Linked DNA regions of Dromaius novaehollandiae: region 2 is linked to region 1. Evidence: chromatin contacts called from public Hi-C data. All regions are on one chromosome and are shown on one strand. Each heading gives the region's core, a stretch centred on a gene start, on an enhancer-like site or on the middle of the called end of the contact. The rest is flanking DNA. Distances are from core to core; before and after follow the strand shown. Region 1 overlaps LOC112989905 (a long non-coding RNA gene). Region 2 overlaps LOC112989905 (a long non-coding RNA gene).

Region 1 (3,196 bases), core at 208-2,707:
ACCCTTAAGCTTTATCTAGGAAACCTGCTCCAGAAAACAACCTAAGATTATGGGAATGGGGACAGTCAAAATACATTTGTCTATGCTGTTAAATAAGTGAGGGCCAAAGAGGAACCTAAGGTATTGCCTTTCTATTGCCATCCCTACTACATGTGTGTGTTTGTTTGTTCTTTGGCTCCTATTTGGGAAAAATGCACAAAAAAACCATAATTATGTTTTGGGACTGTAGCGAAACCAAATACAATCCAAAGGAGACCCAGGGAGAGGTGCTGTGCAGCATGAGTAAGGCCAGTATATTCTGGGGGAAGCTAGTTCTAACCAAAGGATATATGAGCCAGGCTGAATGACTTGCCTTGGGGCCAGGGAGGACTCCTTGGCCCTCTTTTATTGAGTGTTTTAGATGTACGCTAGGAGGAAGGTGTGCTGCTAGTACCCAAAGGAACTGAAATATTATAAAAGAAAGAAAGGGGGAGGAATGAGGTCTAAAAAGAGCAGAACACTGAGTGCAAGGGAGATGCATCACAATTCATTTCAATCTTTCTTCACCAAGGCAGGAGGAACCCCTGCTTCTCAGGTATCCTTGAATACTCAACGTATTTTGGTATGGCTGACTTGCAAGCTTGTATTTTCTTACTGCAAACACAGGCAAATCAAGCAAGTATGTATGTCCCTGATACTGCTTGTTCTGCCATCACCCAAACTAGGAAAGCAGCTTTTGCAGAAAAAGCAGCAGATGTCAAACTGCATGACACAGCCTCTTAAAAGAGAAAAGCAAGTCCCTTTGTGTGAATAATTGCATAATAAATAAAAGCTGCTCTTTCTCAAAACTGTTGACATTCTGGGTCAAACCTCTTCCTGGTGTAATTCCCCTGTCTTCAGTGAATTTACAAGAGAGGTAGACTGGTCCTCTGTGTTTAGACAGAGGAGATCCTCCATGCATTTGCCTCACGGCTTGAAAAAGCAGCTCCAACCTTGTATTTGCATATTTGTGTGCTCATGCATGTGTGTGCATTTGTGTGCACGTTAAGAAACCAAACTTCAGCTGTGTTATAACTGTTAATGTTCTAGTTTGTTGGCCTAAATGTATTCTGATTGTCTGTTAAGCCAGTTACTTGCTACAGTTTCCGTAGTCATTTTGCGGGAATCAGAAAACTTACTGTCTTGTATCTTGCAGTGAATCAGGATTCTAAAGATAATTTTTAGCATTAAAGAAAAAAACTGTAATAAATGGAGTTTTAAGTACCATAATAATCATAGAAGTGGCTAAAAAGCAGCAACTTCCTATACAACTTATCTGCTCTCTTTTTTGCTTCAAGTCATAGCTGCTATTTAAAATAAAATTTTTACTGCTCTTCCTTTTACTTCTTCTTTTCTTTAAATATAGCTATGGTAGAAAGAGGCTGGATCCTTCCAGCCGCAGACTGGTTCAGATGTCAGCTCAAGCTCTGCTGCAAAACACTTATCGTGGTAACGAGGTGAGGAACAACAAATACCAACTGCTGCCAAGTGCCGCAGCTGGCTAGTAAGCATTAGCGAAAGGGGAAGTCGTAAATTTGACCTCCAACCAGAATAAACAGTTGCTTTAAAAAACAAAAACAAACAAAAAACCCTCTAACGATTGCTTTTCTGGGCTGTTCTCTCCAATGAGACAGTACAAGTGTAGGTCTCCTACACAATTTGAAATGCCTTCCTTTTCACCCGAAAGTGTCAGAATGAAGCCCACCTAAATATATCTCCAAGAAGTAAAGGCCATTTTACTATTTGCACCAATGGATAGAAATCAAAATGGGTAGAGCATGAAACAGGAGAGAAGCAGGTGGACAGCTGGGGAATAGGCATTTGGATATGTCTTGGGTGGGATACAAGGCTGTTGAACAATCTCTCTGGGGAAAGCATATATCCAGCAAAAGCATTCCTCTTTATTGCTCTAATGCACATTTTTTTTCTAGTGTGTTCCATGACTGTTCAAAATGATAAGTTACTAATATTAGCACTTTTCTGTAGAAAAATATGTCTGAAATTCAAAACAGTGATAATTGTTTTTCCCACAAGTGAGTACACCACGGAAATGATTGCAGCAGAGCATCACTGAAGGCAATAACATCTCAATATATGAAAAAAGAATATTCATCTGAATAACAAAATGACCAGAAATTTTCATAAGTAATACCAGTCCCTTTGGGTGTTTTTGAGGAAGGTTGTGGAATCTTTTTCCTCAAGGCCTAAAACCAACAACTAAATTTTGAAATGGAGGCTGAGATGAAGGTGGATGAGGAAAGAAGACAGTTACTGGGTGCTCTTCTGCTGTGAGATGCTATGGAAGCCTTCTCAGAGCCTGGGAATATTTTAGATTTCCAGCCTTTCACCAGGACCTTTAAGCTTGAGGCAAATGTTTTGTGTGCAAACCTTCCTTTTGAGCATCTGGTGCCAATCAGTGGCAGAGGCAGGACTCTTGAATAGCTGGGTAAGGTTTTGACCATTTTGATGTCTCTCTGCTCAGCAGCTTTAAAAACAGTATCTTTCCATTCTATAAATAACGTTTTTATGGGGGTTTTCTATTCTGTACCTCTCTGATACCTTCCTGTGTGCTCTGTGGAAAAATCTTGCTGTAAAGTCATATACTTCAGTGTGATAAATGCTGATGCTTTCACAATGCGTAGTCTGCTTTTTACACCTACATATAATTGCAGCTGCCTAATTAGAAGCTGTGTTATGGGGGAGGGAAAGTATTAAAAATAACAGCTCTATTTTATGTACTGCAACATGGAAGGAGAAGTGCTGAATTTTAAATGAAACAAAAATGGTAGATTCAGCACTGTACAGCGCCAATCCAAAAGAACAGATGCTATATGTACTGCAGAAAGGTGGCTGTCTTGATTTTCTTAGGAGTACCAGATTCCTCTCTTCCACTCTGGGAGCACTGAAATCAGCTAGGTTAAACTGGTCTTTGCCACTCAGGCCGCAAATGTAAATCATTAAGTTCCTTTCTCATTTAATTCCTCATTAAAGCTGTGGTTAATTCCCTATGTTGGGCGGTGTAGGCTCAGAAGAGGGATAGGAGCGATAGTGGGGGACATTAAATAGAGCTTTCAGATAAATCAGGGTTGATGGGGGATTTTATGCTTTGGAATGATTTTTCCCATGAGGAAAGAAGGAAAGATTAGAGATTTGGTGTTACCAGACCACCTTCCTCCTC
Region 2 (3,196 bases), core at 197-2,696, 86 kb before region 1:
TTGGCAGCCCTGTATGTGTAAAAAGGATTTTGTTCTTGTTTATGGTAACAAATAGGTCATTCTGAATGGACTAACCTCTTCATTAGCTCTACTGGATCTGCCTAGGGTGTGTGTACAACAGATGAACCTTGGTCTTTGAGACAGCTTTGCAAGCCTGCCAGTTAGTGACTGCTGCTGAGAATGGCAGCCCTCAGCCATGCTTTTCCCAGTTTCTGATTGATTGTACATGCTGTCCGCAACCTGCTGCCAAAATGCGAACATTTCCTTTTGTGCCTGAGAGTTAATGGAAACACTCGGTGACATATAAAGCACATTTGAACTCATAAAACATGAATAATGCCACTTGGTGACATGTTTTTTTAATGGATAGATCAGTCTCATTTCATACCATTTATCCAAAGCCCATGCCTGAATTTCATTGGTTAAAGGCTACCAGAGGAATACCTTTGTCCCCCCTGCCAAAAAAAAACACCTCAGAAAACTTTCCTGTCCTCTTCTGAACTTGGCAGTGTGGACACTAAAGTGAGAGAACCTCTCTCTGTGTGGGAATATCCCTTCTGCTCCCTCATCAGAACCAGCCATGCTGAACTGTTGGCCTCATCTGCCTCAGGTGAGGCATTACAGGTGGCTGCAGCTGGCTGAGGGTTCAGCAGTACTTTCTCTTCTCATCACACCTGCATTATTTTTTAAGAGGGAAGAGGTTCCTCTCCAGGCCCTAGTAGCTTTTGGCTATGCAAAAGGAAAACAGAGTAAATAAAATCCTTTCACAGCCTCTAAGCAGAAATGGGTGCTGCATTCCCCAGTGAATTAAAACCTGTGGCTTAAGATGAGGTAGTAATTCATTTAGTATGCTCAGTGGCCGAAGTCTTGCTGTTCAGTTGTTTAAGTGCCTGTGATTGTAAAACCAAACTAACCTGAGGAAGGATACATCTGTAGAGTTCTGTGTGCCTTTAGAGAACCATGCACTTCTGAGTAATTCTTTTGAATCACTTAAAGTAGTGACTTATTTGCAGAACTTAACTGCCATCTTCCCCTGGAAAAAGATTCTCCTTTTTCTGATAATTCAGATTACTTTCAGTATCTCTTCACATGGCTTAATTTGGTCTGATTACAAGCTTTTGGTGCATGTGGTGTACCCCTTACCAATATGAGACCATCTTAGTCTCTATGACTATAGACCATAGTCTCCATGGGGTATAAGTGATATTCCAGTAGAATGTCTGTGCATTACTTTGGAATTGTCCCCTAGTATGTGAATATTGGGGATTCACAATTCTAGAACTGCTTGCTTATTTTGGTTTCTGTGTTAGTACATCTTTGACCATCTTTATCCTTTTCCTTCCTTTGCATGTTCCCCACTTGATGGCAGTATGCCACCACTGTTGGAGAAATAGGGAGCATAGAAATGCTCGGTTCTAAGGCTTGCACCTCAGCAGTGGCACAGATGCATTCTTTTATGGTAACTGCTTACACAGATATAGTTAACTTAACCACGGTACATAGTAGTTTGTTCTACTTCAAGTGCCTGGCTTTGAGTTTTCAGTAATGTGTATGTCCTGTTTAATTTGGTCTTACAGACACAATCCTTTTAGCTGCTTAGCTGCTTGTCTGTGTTTGTAGTGGTATCACCTTTATACAACAAGCAAAAATCATTAATACAAGGATCTTCCAATGTCCCCTGCTTTGTGAAAGTGATGCATCCAGCAGCAGCTTTTAAAAATTTCGGAAAAAGCTAGGAGCTAATCTGCAAGAGGAGAGTTGGAGAAAACATGGTGGTTAAGAGACTAAAGCCATATCTATGACCTGCAGTGGTTCTGACTGGCAAAGCTCAGGGGCACATACCCAGCTGTCAACTGTGTACTGGGACTTGACACACCTTGAAAACAATCTTGTTCCATTTTTTCAGTTGTTTTGATCTTGCATACTTAGTTGATACTGACAAGTGCAGGTGAATATTGGAGTATGCAATGACCTCTTCTTCCCCTTTGACTTTTCCCATTTTAGTTAACAAGTGGCCCCCTATAGGGTGTAAATAGCTTTGCTATTTACATACTGCTTTTTGTTCCAGAGGATCACTAGACAATTTTCAACTTCATACACTTGGTATTACTAAAATAAAGCTACTTCTGGTGTGGATGTTAGGGCTGCTTTGGCTGAGGTTACTAAAACAAATCTGGACTCTTATAAAAAGCACTAGGGGCTCTTTCATGTCTCAAGAAGACAAAACCTTTTTTCTAATGCTTTTATCAGAAAGGGTTCCTACTATAAAGCATGTTCTATGGTACTGCCTATAGCTGCCTTAGAAGGATGAAAGGTTGAGGCAGCCCTGTCAGCATTTGACACTGACTCCAGGAGTCTAATTATGTCAAACCTGATGATAAGACTCAAGTCACACCTTCTGGCCTTTTAATTAAAGCAATTAGGCATAAGACTGGCAGCAGAACCGCTGATGGAGAACACTTCCAGCTGAGGCTGAAAATTAAAGGGAAAAAGATGGTGCAGAGCATGAGAAGCAGCAACTTTACCTTAGTTGGGCTGCAGAGAAGGCTCTTGTGATGGTAAGGAGGTGGATTGGGTGAGGACTCAAGAAATGGAAATGGAAGTGCTCAAGTCTAAAAAGAATTTGCAAGAATAAAAGGTCATCTTGCCTTTGCTTTCTCCTTTTTGCTTTCATGAGATCATGCTCTGTGCCATTCTGCAGATAACTACATTGTGCTTGAAAATAAAGGCATGTCTTTTCACATCTTAGGTGCCCTACAGCTATGAAGGGGGCAGTTAAATGTATTATGTGCAATCCTTAGAAAAGAAAAATAATTCTCTAGGCTGAAGTGCTCTCTAGAACTGGCTTAAATGCTTTCCTCATGTATATGTTGTACCCTTATCAGGATCTTTGGTCAGGTTTGTTAGGAGTGGCTTCCTCTTCCCTTTTTCTTGTAATTATGCTTTTTCCTTCATTTTGTCCAGCCTTCTCCACTTTTCTCTCCTTCATTTTTTTTTGGGGTAGATATGCTGTCAAAACAGTCAGAGTTGGTGAAGCAGTGAATAGAAGTGGGAATAAAAATGCTACTTGTGGACAGGATGGTACAAGGAAGGAAGTGTGTTGAAGGGAGGTGTGATGACTTTTCACTGCTGGAGCCCCTCTGAGGACTCATGAGGTACACAAGTATCTGTGTTTTGAAAAGCGCCTGGCTAAAGA

Evidence for each region. A called contact is a pair of places that touch in the nucleus more often than the background predicts.
Region 2: a Hi-C map of brain shows a contact between it and region 1, with 4 times the contacts expected there. The contact joins two enhancer-like sites. A contact is called at or near these places in 2 of 4 Hi-C or Micro-C datasets (brain and liver).

The regions. Positions count from the first base shown.
Region 1 is chr5:23,599,907-23,603,102 of bDroNov1.hap1, reverse strand. All of the region lies in intron 7 of LOC112989905 (a long non-coding RNA gene), which reads left to right. Among named protein-coding and RNA genes, the nearest start is that of SEL1L, 120 kb to the left of the region's middle. Within about 2 kb of position 1,457, at least 2 of the 2 cell types and tissues checked have open chromatin away from gene starts, as enhancers often do.
Region 2 is chr5:23,685,966-23,689,161 of bDroNov1.hap1, reverse strand. The region is part of intron 2 of LOC112989905 (a long non-coding RNA gene); the gene reads left to right. Among named protein-coding and RNA genes, the nearest start is that of SEL1L, 34 kb to the left of the region's middle. Within about 2 kb of position 1,446, at least 1 of the 2 cell types and tissues checked has open chromatin away from gene starts, as enhancers often do.